2 separate regions of the Arachis hypogaea genome follow, and region 1 is linked to region 2. The links are chromatin contacts, called in public Hi-C maps. All regions are on one chromosome and are shown on one strand. The core of a region is the stretch at or near the end of the contact, and the rest is flanking DNA. Distances in the headings are between cores, read along the strand shown.

Region 1 (6,280 bases), core at 292-2,791, 51 kb before region 2:
TAATAATAATAATTCAGTTTTATTAGTGAATATTTAAATAAAACTAAAATAACTAAAAATATAAATTAATAATAATTGAAATTTATAATATTTTATGTAAAACAAAAAAATTAAAATAAATACTAATCATTAATAATAATTCAATTTTTTAATAAATTTTTAAAATAAAAATAAGTCACTAAAAAATTATGTACTAACAACTATTAAATAATTTGATTTTTTAAAAAATATATTTAAAATAAAACTAAAATTACTAAAAATATGTACTAACAATTAATTAATAGTATATATTAACAAACAGTAAACACTATGGTAAAGAGCTAATTTGGTATAGATATAGAGAGATGGGGAGAGATTGACACGTGCCCTTGGTGTGTGACTGGACTCTGGAGGGAGCAGGACCTGACTGTGTTCAGTCCTCCTGGCTTGAATGGTTTAGCTGAGCCTTGTTATTCCCAGCGCCAATGGAGGAGCATGGAAAAGCTTGGGCTCCCTTATACTGTCAATGCTGATATTGGGCTGGGCCCTTTTTGTTGTGTTATATTTTTATAATAGATGACCAGAATTAACATGGTCCATTTGAGGTTTTTTTAGACTGCCGCCGTCGTCCTGGCTGCGGAGCTTCCGTCCTCGTGTCGTCGGCATCCGCGGCATAGTGCTATAGATTTTCCGGCATTGTGCGGGACTCGTGGTCCGAGTAGCTATCCCATCCGTGATTCACAAGTCGCCTGCCGGTGTTTACTGTCGTCGTCTACCATTGCCTCCAACCGTCCTTCCCAGTATTCTGCTCTCCGCCTTCATCGCAGGTAATGTTAATTGTTGCTTAGCTTTCTTCCTAGTCTGCTCAATTCGTGGCATTGTGTCGCTGCTTGACTATGTGTCACTGCTTGATGATCATTAATGACTCGGCTGACCCCTTGTTGCCTAAGTTGAATATGCTGTTAATTAAGTTGAAGATTTTGTTGAAAATGGTGTGACAAAATTGGACTAGTTGCCCAAATTGGACTCTGCTCAATTTTACAGATATTAGTATGTGATTTATACCGTATAAATGTATAATTGGTGATTCTTGTGTTTCTTTATTCTATTGGTCCTAGCCATGATTGCCATATCATTTCTAACCGGCGTGTGGTTATTGACAACAGAATGAAGAGGAATTTTTATCATTTCAAATCCCTATTCTTATTGAAGAGAAGAAACGAGTAAAAGCGATATCTTCCTAATCGAACAAGAAGGAAGATAGTTTATAACTCTTCTTTATATAATAATTCGACCTATTGGTCCGCACTCCTCCTTATCCTTTAGGATAGGATCATCGTTAGTCCTTCTTTCACTAATGATCTCACTATTTTCCATGTTTTGAAAATCGATTCGAACAGACAGGTCCAACTAATCGAACCGGGAATTGATGGAAATGACGATTCGGTTATATGTCAAAGCCGAAAAAAATAAAAACCGTTGTTGAATCGCTCAACCAGCGGCTACCTAGTCAGTCGAATCGAACCGGGACCCAGCCGGTTTTTTACTTTGCCCGAAAATGCTCAAAACGCGCCGTTTAACATTCAGTAACCTCCAACCTTACCACTACCAATTATCAACCCTAACTCACTCCAACTCTCCATCGGCGCGGCAGCACACCCTCCCTCGTCCTTCCCATAACCCTCGAGCTAGCCGTTCCTCTCAACGCCGGCGAGCTCAGTCCCTCCCTTTCGTTCAGCCGCCGGACTACTCCTGACGCCGTCGCCGGTTGGAGCTTCGAAGTTCACTCGGTCCCTCACTCAGCTCTAACGTCTCAGGCTCTCAGCAGTGGAAGCATAGTCGCCGGGCTCGCCTCCTGCCTCCGTCGCGAAGCTCTGTTCCACCGTCGCCGGCGCCATCTCTGTTCCTGCCTCCGTCGCCAGCTCTCCGTTTCCAGCGCCGTCATCCTTCCTTGCATTTGAAACTGTAATGGAGCCTCTGTTTGATTTTGATTCTGATTTGTTTTTACTCTGAACTTTTTATTCTGATTGTTGGTTTGATTCTGATTTATTTTTATTCTTCCAGTCGTCCTCCTACTGTTGATTCTGATTTGTTCTTTGGTTGGGTTGTTCTTGCTTCTTTGGTTGGATTGTTAATTCTATTTTATTTTTACTTTGAATTTTTGTTCTGTTTTTTTTTTTATTAATTCTGGTTTAGGATTGATTCTATGCTTTTGACTCATTCAATGAATTTTTTCTAATTTATTTGTTCTGTTGCTGATTTCTTTAATTCTGGTTTTTTCAGATTTTATTTCTCTGTTATGTTTTATTAGTTGCCAGATCAGAAGGTACAATTTAGTATTATGGCTGATTTGCATTTGCTGAGGAAGATTCAAGATTTATTATCCCTCTCTTGGGTTGAATGAAGTTTTTGTCAAAGTTAAAAGAATGTATCTAAGCAATTGCAACATGCATTGCTATTATTACACACAGCAATTTGATGATTTGTTTGATCTTTGTTGCCTGTGTTGGTGTTTGTTGATGGCCTAAAGTTTTGAGCTGTTTGTTAGATATGAGTTTAGATTGTGATAAATTTTGATCATTGTTATGTTTTGAGAAGGTTTGGCTCAGTGATTAGGTTGAGCTTAATTGCAGAAGAGGTCTTGCTACTTTGTTGAATGCTGCGGTTTATTCACCAAATTAAACTCTTTTAGTCTACGCTCTATATCTCTTTCTACCTACTCTATCGGTGTCTCTGGACATTTTAATTTCTTGCAAGCAACTCATCGTGAATAAACATGGTTCCCATTGTTTACATGAGGGGTATTTTGAGGTATATATACTTGCTTCATTTATATTTCTTTCATTTATTTACTCTTTTGATTTGTTGTTTGATTGGTCTTACATATGATGGATTACTATTGCCTTCTTACTGCAAAACACATGCATAAATGAAATTGTGTAGATCAAATAGAATGTGATTATTAGCATATTTATTCTTTGTAAATTAGCTTATTTTTTGTTATTTAACTTTTGAGTTTGTATTTTGATTAGAATATAATACTCTGGTTGATGATATTTCATCTAATGCTTTTAATTTGAAAGACATTTTAAGGTTTATATAGACTATATTTATGTTTTATGGTGGTTATTTATAATTTATTTTTTATTATAAAACGGTTATTTCGGTTGAACCGGTTGGATCAATAAACTAGTAAACCAATAACTAAAGCAGTTCGATGACTGGTTCGGTTTTCAGAACCTTGCTATTTTCCTTCTTTCATTTGAAAATTTATTGATCTTTATTTAAAATTATATATTAATTTTTTAATAATTTTATTTATATTTAACTAAATTGGTTGAACCCGGTTAGATTACGGTTGGACCATTAAACTGTTGAACCAGTTATTCTATCGATTTATTGACCGGTTCTCTCAACCTTGTCTAAAGCCCTCCCATTTCTAATTCTCTGCTTTCACTCACTCACTCAGTCAATGGTAACCGTCAAAATGCACCGGCTATCAAGGCGCTGCTCCTCTCTATCCGCCGCCCTCCGCCACGCCGCCGTCCCTCACCGTCACCTCACTGTTCCACTTCTATCTTCCATTTCTTCGGTATGATCCATCGCTTTTGTGTGTTTCTCGCGTTGAATCCATTTGATTGATCTAATTGTATCTCCTACAATTCCATGTTAGCTTCACTAGCTACTAGCTATCAATTTTCGCAAGTTTCATCCGTTTCTCTTCAGTTCTGTTTTTTCGGTTAAAAATTTGAATTTTAATTGTAGTTTGAGATTTTGATGTTATGGGAGAAACATTGAACCAGCCGCTTTACCTTTCTTTGTTCTGTTGCTTTAAAAATGTGGGCTTTTTTGAGGTAGTTGTGTGTTATCAATACCTTTTTTTTCCTGGGTTGGAAGCAGGTAGGTGAGGAAGATGCTAAAGCTAGATGGTATTCTTCTGTCTTAAGTTCAGAGAAATCTAGGAATTATCAAAACTTGAAGAAAGATTTGTTTTTGGGGAAGCGATATGAGTCTACTGCTGCAAAGTCTGCTGAATCCAACTCCACATCATCTGATAGATATGAGTACCAAGCTGAGGTATATAGCTCTTTTTTCATGTCCATGTTTCCTATCCTTATAGTGTGAATAATATATCGTATCATGATCATAATTTTGTATCTATGCATCGTTTTGCAGGTTAGTCGGCTCATGGACCTCATTGTTAATAGCTTATATAGTAACAAGGAAGTGTTTCTTAGGGAACTTATCAGGTTTGTTCTTCCACTTCTGCTTATATATGAGTAACATTTAATCTTCACTTTTATGTATAGCTCTTGATTGTTTACTGTTTTAAATACAGCAATGCAAGTGATGCCTTGGATAAGCTACGGTTTCTAGGTGTTACAGAGCCTGAACTTTTGAAAGATGCTGTTGATTTTGATATCCGAATCCAAGCTGATAAAGATAATGGGGTTATCACTATCACGTAAGATAAATGGCTTTTTTAAATTGTTTTTGACTAATATTTTCCTATTTTCGGTTGGTAATGCAATTTTTTGCTTTATGCAGTGATACAGGTATTGGTATGACAAGACAAGAACTCGTTGATTGTCTTGGAACTATTGCACAAAGTGGTACTGCAAAATTTTTGAAGGCATTGAAGGTCTTACCTCTTCTGAAGGATGCTTTATGATTTTAGATGTTTTATGATTTTATTATCTTTATTTATTTTATAGTTATATATCTTATAGGCTGACAAATGTTTATCATTTTAAAAGGATAACAAGGATGCTGGTGGTGACAACAACTTAATTGGTCAATTTGGTGTTGGGTTCTATTCTGCCTTTTTGGTTTCTGATAAGGTATGCATTTTAACAAAAATCAGTCTGTGCATTTTTGGGATCTCTCTGTTATTAATTTTTTGATGTTCGAACTCTGAAGGTAACTGTCTCTACCAAGAGCCCAAAATCTGATAAACAATATGTTTGGGAAGGAGAGGCAAATGCTAGCTCATATACCATTAGGGAAGAGACAGATCCTGAGAAGCTGATTCCAAGGGGAACTCGTCTTACACTGCATCTTAAGGCATGTTGATTGTTGATAGTCTATTATTTTTTTCGGGGTAGCTATCTATATTTTGCCTGATCTTACTAAGTGGTATTATCTGTGGCTTCATTTCAGAGGGATGATAAAGGTTTTGCTAATCCAGAGCGAATTGAAAAGCTTGTGAAAAACTATTCACAATTTGTCTCGTTCCCGATATACACTTGGCAGGAAAAAGGATACACCAAAGAAGTATGTCATTATTTTCTACAAATCTTTTTTGTTTGATATGATGATGTTGTATGTATACTTCGGTTGGTTTTGCCTCCTCCTGGATAAATTTGATAGAAAATGTGAATGTTTTCTGCATTTATTAAAATATATGCTTATTCCAGGTTGAGGTTGATGAGGATCCAACTGAAGCAAAAAAAGACGAAGAAGATGGAAGACTGAGGTAATCTTCTGCTTGTTACCTGAACCAAGTATTTGTTCTCACTTCTTATGTGTGAGGTCGTATAGCTTCTGCATGTTTACTTGCTCAATTATGACTTTGAAACCTTATTCGGCAGAAGAAGAAGAAGGCTAAGACTGTTGTTGAGCGCTACTGGGATTGGGAGCTCATTAATGAAACTCAACCAATTTGGGTGAGTCTTATGATCTTAATTTGCATGTTTTCTGCTTTAATTGGAAATTTGTTGTTTGAATGGAGATTAAATGTCAGTTTGCTTGTGCAGCTTCGTAACCCAAAAGAAGTCACCAAGGAGGATTACAATGAATTTTACAAGAAAACTTTTAATGAGTATTTGGACCCATTAGCATCATCACACTGTACCACCGAGGTAAGTTTATATATGTATGTGTAATGTTCACCTGTTCATAAACATTAAATTCTTAGTTCTGCAGTAAAGCATACTCCGCGACTTCCAAACGTACAATAATGAGATTTTAATACTAATTTCTAATCTGATGTCCTGGTCAGTTGTTTTTGTTGACATTTGTGGTGGTGGTATTTGCTATTGCAGGGTGAAGTAGAATTTAGATCTATATTATATGTTCCTGCTTTTGCTCCTATGGGGAAGGATGACATAATCAATCCCAAGACCAAGAATATAAGACTATATGTTAAGAGAGTATTCATTTCGGATGACTTTGATGGAGAGCTGGTATAGTCCCTTTACTGTCCATCACCATAAGTAATAGCAACTTGTTGGGTTTGACCGTCTGATCATAACTTTTTTTCCCTGTGCTTATTTCTTATTTGCTTTGACAGTTCCCCCGA
Region 2 (6,697 bases), core at 3,310-5,809:
CTTTACCAGGCATCTTTGAAAAAGGATGACAAAGGAAAGCAAACAAATTTTATTTTAAATAATGCTGAAAATTTCACCACTCATTATGATGTATCTGATTTCTTTGAGGATCCTGAAGGAAATATTGGTCATTTGATCAATGATGGAATAGTTTAATGTGAGAGATTATTAAGCATTCATGTAAATAAATAATGTAAAAAACTTATTATTAAGTTTTATTTTCTATGTATTTAAGTTTCAAATATGATGTATATAAATAATGAAATATTAATGTTTATAAATTTTGAAATCATTAAATGTGTCATGTTTTAAAATAAAATTTTAGTATATGACATTATTTTTATGTGCAGTATTTTTTAGAAAAATAATTCCGATCAAGTATTCAATTTAACTGTGCATACTATTCATTTTATTATTATTTGTCTTTGAAGAAAATGGCAAGGATATGTAATGAAGATGTATGCCTTGCGGATAGTGCAAGCTCGCACACTATTCTCAAAAATGATATATATTTTACCCATCTTGTGCCAAAAGAGGAATATGTTAATACTATTATTGGCTCAGACAATGTGATAGAAGGCTCCGGAAGAGCTATAATTTTATTTCCTGGAGGAACAAAATTCATAATAAATAATGCACTATTGTCTACCAAGTCTCGAAAAAACTTGTTGAGCTTTAAAGATATTCGCCGAAATGGATATCATATTGAAACAATGAATAAGGAAAATCGTGAGTATTTATGTATCACAGCTCATGATTTAAATAAAAAGGTTATATTAGAAAAGTTACCCTCACTTTCATCTGGGTTGTATTATACCAGGATCAATGCAATTGAATCACATGCCATTGTAAACCAGAAGTTTACTAGCCCAAATGAATTCATTACTTGGCACGACCGATTGGGTCATCCGGGAACAACCATGATAAGGAGAATTATTGAAAACTCTCATGGACATTCACTAAAGAACCAGAAGATTCTTAAAACTAGTGAATTTTGTTGTGCTGTATGTTCTCAAGGAAAGTTAATTTTAAGGTCATCACCAGTAAAGATTGGATTTGAGTCCCCTGAATTCCTAGAAAGGATTCAAGGTGATATATGTGGACCTATTCATCCACCATGTGGATCTTTTAGATATTTTATAGTCCTAATAGACGCATCTTCGAGATGGTCACACGTGTGCTTATTATCTTCTCGCAACCTGGCGTTTGCGAGATTACTGGCTTAAATTATTCGATTAAAAGCACAATTTTCAGAAAATCCAATCAAAGCAATTCGTCTTGATAATGCTGGTGAATTTACTTCCCAAGCATTTGACGCTTATTGTATGGCTAATGGAATAAGTGTTGAACATCCAGTAGCTTATGTTCACACACAAAATGGGTTAGCAGAATCACTTATTAAACGCCTCCAATTAATTGCTAGACCCTTGCTTATGAGAACAAATCTCCCAACCTTGGTTTGGGGGCATGCTATTTTACATGTCGCAGCACTTATCCGTTTGAGGCCAACGAGTTACCATCAGTTCTCTCCTATGCAATTAGCTTTTGGCCAGCAGCCAAATGTCTCTCATTTAAGAATATTTGAGTGTGCGATATATGTTCCCATTACACCACCTAATCGCACCAAAATGGGACTCCAAAGAAAATTGGGATATATGTTGGATATGATTCTCCCTCTATAGTGAGGTATCTTGATATACAAACTGGAGATGTATTTAAAGCCCGGTTTGCAGATTGTCATTTTGATGAATCAAAATTTTCAACATTAGGGGGAGAGAATAAGTTTCCTGAAAAGGAACTTAATTGGAATGCATCATCCTTGATGCATTTAGATCCTCGATTAGGGCAATGTGAACTAGAAGTTCAGAAGATTATACATTTGCAAAGAATAGCAAATGAATTGCCTAATGCATTTTCCGATACAAAGAGGATAACCAAGTCGTATATACCAGCGGAAAATGCCCCAATTCGAATTGATGTCCCAGTAGGACAAGTAGCCACTGAAGCAAATTCACGTTAGAAGCGTGGCAGGCCTGTCGGTTTCAAAGACAAAAATTCTCGAAAGAGAAAAGAGGTAAATACGATTCCTGTTGAAAAAGACATTGTAAAGACACCTGCAGTTGTCCAAAATTCTGATATGATTTTAACGCCAGAAGACGTTTAGGTACCTGAAAATTGTGAAAATGATGAGATCTCGATAAATTATGTCTTTACAGGAAAGAAATGGGACCGAAATAAGATTGTCAATGAAATATTTGCATATAATGTGGCATTAAATATCATGCATGAAAGTAAGGATCTTGAACCAAGATCAGTCGAACAATGTCGACAAAGAAATGATTGGCCAAAATGGGAAGAAGCCATGAAGGTTGAATTAGACTCACTTGAAAAACGTGAAGTCTTCGGACCTGTAGTCCGTACACCAGAAGATGTAAAATCTGTTGGATACCGGTGGGTATTTGTGAGAAAACGAAATGAGAAAAATGAAGTTGTGCGCTATAAAGCCCGACTTGTGGCACAAGGTTTTTCACAGAGGGCCGGTATAGATTATGAAGAAACGTATTCTCCTGTAGTGGATGTAATAACATTGCGTTATTTGGTCAGTTTATCTGCATATCATAAACTGTATATGCATTTAATGGATGTAGTAACAGCCTATTTATATGGCTCATTAGATCGAGATATCTATATGAAAGTCCCTGAAGGACTAAAGATATCTAAACCATCCAATGAATATTCACAAGTGTTATACTCAGTTAAATTGCAAAGATCTTTATATGGTCTGAAGCAATCTGGACGAATGTGGTATAATCGTCTTACTGAGTATCTGGCCAAAAACGGATTTAAGAATGATGATATTTTCCCCTGTGTCTTCATAAAGAAAACTGCATCTGGATTCATTATTATTGCTGTGTACGTTGATGATTTAAATATCATTGGGACTCCTGAAGAGATTCCAACAATTATAAAAACTCTAAAAGAAGAGTTTGAGATGAAAGATCTTGGAAGGACTAAATTTTGTCTCGACCTGCAGATCGAGCATATAAAAATTGGGATCTTTATTCATCAAACAACATACACAGAGAAGATCTTGAAAAGATTTTATATGGACAAGTCACATCCCTTGAGTACTCCAATGATCGTAAGATCTTTGGATGTGGAGAAGGATCAATTCCGTCCTAAAGAAGAGAATGAAGATATCCATGGTCCTGAAGTACCATATCTTAGTGCCATTGGAGCGCTAATGTATCTTGCTAATAATACGCGACCTGACATATCATTCGCGGTGAATTTACTAGCAAGATATAGTTCATTTCCAACCAGAAGACATTGGAGTGGAATCAAACAAATTTTTCGATATCTTCAAGGAACGGTTGATATGGGATTGTTTTATCCCTATGGATCCAAGTCACAATTAGTTGGCTATGCAGATACTGGATACTTGTCTGATCCACATAAAGGGAGATCTCAAACAGGATACCTGTTCACATATGGTGGTACAGCTATATCATGGAGGTCCACAAAATAGACGATAGCAGCAACCTCCTCTAATCATGCCGAAATACTAGCGATTCATGAAGCAAGTCGCAAGTGTTTTTGGCTCAGGAGTTTGATCCAATATATCATGTCATCATGTGGACTGATTGATCATAAGATAGCTCCTACTGTCCTGTTTGAAGATAATACAGCATGCATTGCTCAACTTAAGGGTGGATACATCAAAGGTGATAGAACAAAGCATATCTCTCCTAAGTTCTTCTTCACTCATGATCTTCAAAATCAAGGGACAATTGATGTGCAACAGATCCGCTCAAGTGACAATCTGGCAGATTTATTTACAAAGTCACTCCCAAAATCCTCTTTTAAAAGATTGGTACATGAGATTGGGATGTGCCGATTTCGAGACATTAAATGATGTCGACAAGAGGGGGAGACTGTACTCTTTTTCTCTTGGTCAGATTTTTTTTCCCATTGGGTTTTTCTTGACAAGGTTTTTAATGAGGCAGTCTCCATCACTAAAGGATATTGTACTCTTTTTCCTTCACTAAGGATTTTTTTTCCCACTGGATTTTTCTTTAGTAAGATTTTAACGAGGCAATAATTCTAAATGGTCATCTAATGGGGAGTGTTGTGATAAGATTGCCTGAGGTGGATGCCCATTTTTCACAAGTCTCAGATTTTCAAGGAGAATAATATTAAATGAAGTTTGAAAAACGATGCTTATGTATGCCCATATATAGAGAACATGTTATGAAGTAATACACACAGTAACAATAAACAAATGCAATTCTCTCTCTCTTTATTTTTAATACTTCTTTCTATCTTTATATATATATACACATTACAACATATAATATTATTATATATACATAAATCATTATTGAGCTAATTATATTAATGCTAGAGTCTTCTATTTATACATCCTTATTTTATATTTAATATATCTTTTATTTATTTTACAACAATATTTATTCATTATTAAGGATATATAGTGTGTTTCCACTTTCCACCCCTAACAAGGAGCGATGATATGTGTGAAAGCGTGATAAATGTAGTTAATGGCAGTTTAAATGAGAGTCGGCACCAAATGACACGTGGCATCTAATTCACCCTCTTCCCCGTATATGAAACTTCCCACTTGACTTCACTGGACCCCAACAACCAACATACTAACAACGTAAACACCAAACACCAAACCAATTGGAATTGGAATTGCTGTGAGATCTTCTTCCGTTTCTCTTCTTTCATTTATCATCGATTCTGTGCTCCAATTTTATTCATTTTAATAATATTTATTAATATCACACGGGAAAGAAAAAGGGATAAGGATTTTATATGGTAAATAATAACTATTAGAAGGGAAGGTTTATGATTAGACTTTTTAGATGCTTTGCATTTTGATTGTTTCCATGATTCAAAGTTCGGATTTGATTGGTCAAATTCAGTAATGGATGTTCCTTCCTAGCACACGCTTTGCTCTCTTGGAACTCAAAAGGTGAAAGTCTTCTTTTTTTTTTTTTTTTTTTTTTACTTATTTGTCTTTTATCTTTGACCTTTCTCCGTTTGTGAATTGTTGAAAAGGGTGCCAACTTTTTGCTTGTTTGTAAGGTTGGAACGGTTTTCTGAGCTGAATTCAGAAGCAAATTACTGATTTTGAAATTTCCGGTCCCTGAGTTACTGTGTGTCGGTTACAATTTTATGAATTTGGTTTATGTGATTTCGGAATTCAGAGAGGGAATTTTGGATGAGGTTGGTTCAAATTTTACTTTTACCTGATGGGATAGCGCTTTGCGGATTTTCATTCTAGTTCTACTATGCTTGTTTACATTTACTTTATAATTTTAGGTCCTTTTTTTTTGCTTTTCTTTTCTGGATTTTTCAATTACATTGAATTTAGCCTTCTCAGGAACAATTGGTTTCAAAATTTCACACTTGTTGCATAATCTACATGTATGACTCTAAGGGCATGTTTGGTTGTTGCATAATCTACATTGCTTTTAGGCATATAAATTTCCACTGCATTTTTACCTCAATCAAACATAGCTTAAAGGTCCTGTGTTGACTTTGCATGTGTGACATTTCTGTTTCACTGTTTTCTTCCGGCAGATTTTTTAGTCTAGAAAAGATGGGTTGCATATGGGAGCAGCATTAGACTTGGGACAATAGTCGAAATCAGGAAGGAGGAGTTTGAAGGAAGATAATGAGGTGCCTACAGTCTGGGGAGCCATTAGGAAGAGCAGTTGAAATGGTTCCATCGTCAGAATCTGTTGCGACCAGTGACTGCTCAGCAAGTGGTCATTCTTGCCTTGGTGGACAAATTGGCAACAAGAAGCCTGACACTGGCAATATAGAGGAAGCTGAATCATCCTTACGCGAGAGTGGTGTCTTGAACTATGAGGTTGGTTTCATCAAAAATACCTTGCCATTTATGGTTTTGAGAACTGGAATTTACCAATTTGTTCCGTATATGATCTAGGTCCTAGGGAGAGTGTATATAGATGCCATGAAGCAACTAAATGTTTCTTTCCTGTGCACAAAATAACTTCTTGCTTGTCTGAATAGTCTACATGTAAACTGTCTCTATGTAGACATGATACATGACAGAGCTCAATGGCATCGTTTGATTCATGTAGCCGACCCCACCTATGGGACAAGGCTTTGTTGTTGTTGTTGTTGTTGTTGTTGTTGTCTGAATAGATTCTTCATGATAGGTAGGTTATTAATAGTTGTTACTTGTAGTCTAAACTGTATGTATGCTTGTATTTATTGCATATCTGAATGAATTCTTCACAGAATTCATAGTTGTTGGATCAAGCACTTACCATTAAGCCAAAAGCTATAGGTCTATAGCTAATTGGGAAAGGTGCAACTTTCTTTACTGTTTCTCAAAACTGCATCTAGCATAAGGGGTTGCACTACAGGCGCCTTGAGCCCATCGAATCTTAAGTAAGACCAATTATTGTAGTTTGATTGAATTCTTTATCCTAATTCTTTTAATTAAAATATAATATCAATCAAGTGGTTTCTTCAGAACATAGCTAATGCAGGTAGTTTTCTGATGATCTCTTTATTGGAATTGATGTTCCCTCTATTTAGCAATATTTAGTTTGAATATTAAAGTTGTGCATGTCTGTGATCCTCTTGTTAAGATTAGTGGTTATTGCTGCCGTTATTATTTAAGTAAATATGTCTGTAA

Evidence for each region. Hi-C and Micro-C count contacts between places; a contact is called where the count stands out from the background.
Region 1: a contact with region 2 is called in a Hi-C map of an unstated tissue, with 4 times the contacts expected there. The contact joins the enhancer-like site here to the promoter of LOC112727099 in region 2. A contact is called at or near these places in 2 of 8 Hi-C or Micro-C datasets (leaf and an unstated tissue).

What each region holds. Positions count from the first base shown.
Region 1 is chr12:20,615,067-20,621,346 of arahy.Tifrunner.gnm2.J5K5, reverse strand. It overlaps the pseudogene LOC112727100. Among protein-coding and RNA genes, the nearest start is that of LOC140177000, 42 kb to the right of the region's middle. Within about 2 kb of position 1,541, at least 3 of the 3 cell types and tissues checked have open chromatin away from gene starts, as enhancers often do.
Region 2 is chr12:20,566,965-20,573,661 of arahy.Tifrunner.gnm2.J5K5, reverse strand. LOC112727099 (protein NPGR2) reads left to right here and starts at 4,559. Exons shown (of 9, transcript XR_011868382.1): 1 at 4,559-4,718; 2 at 5,608-5,899.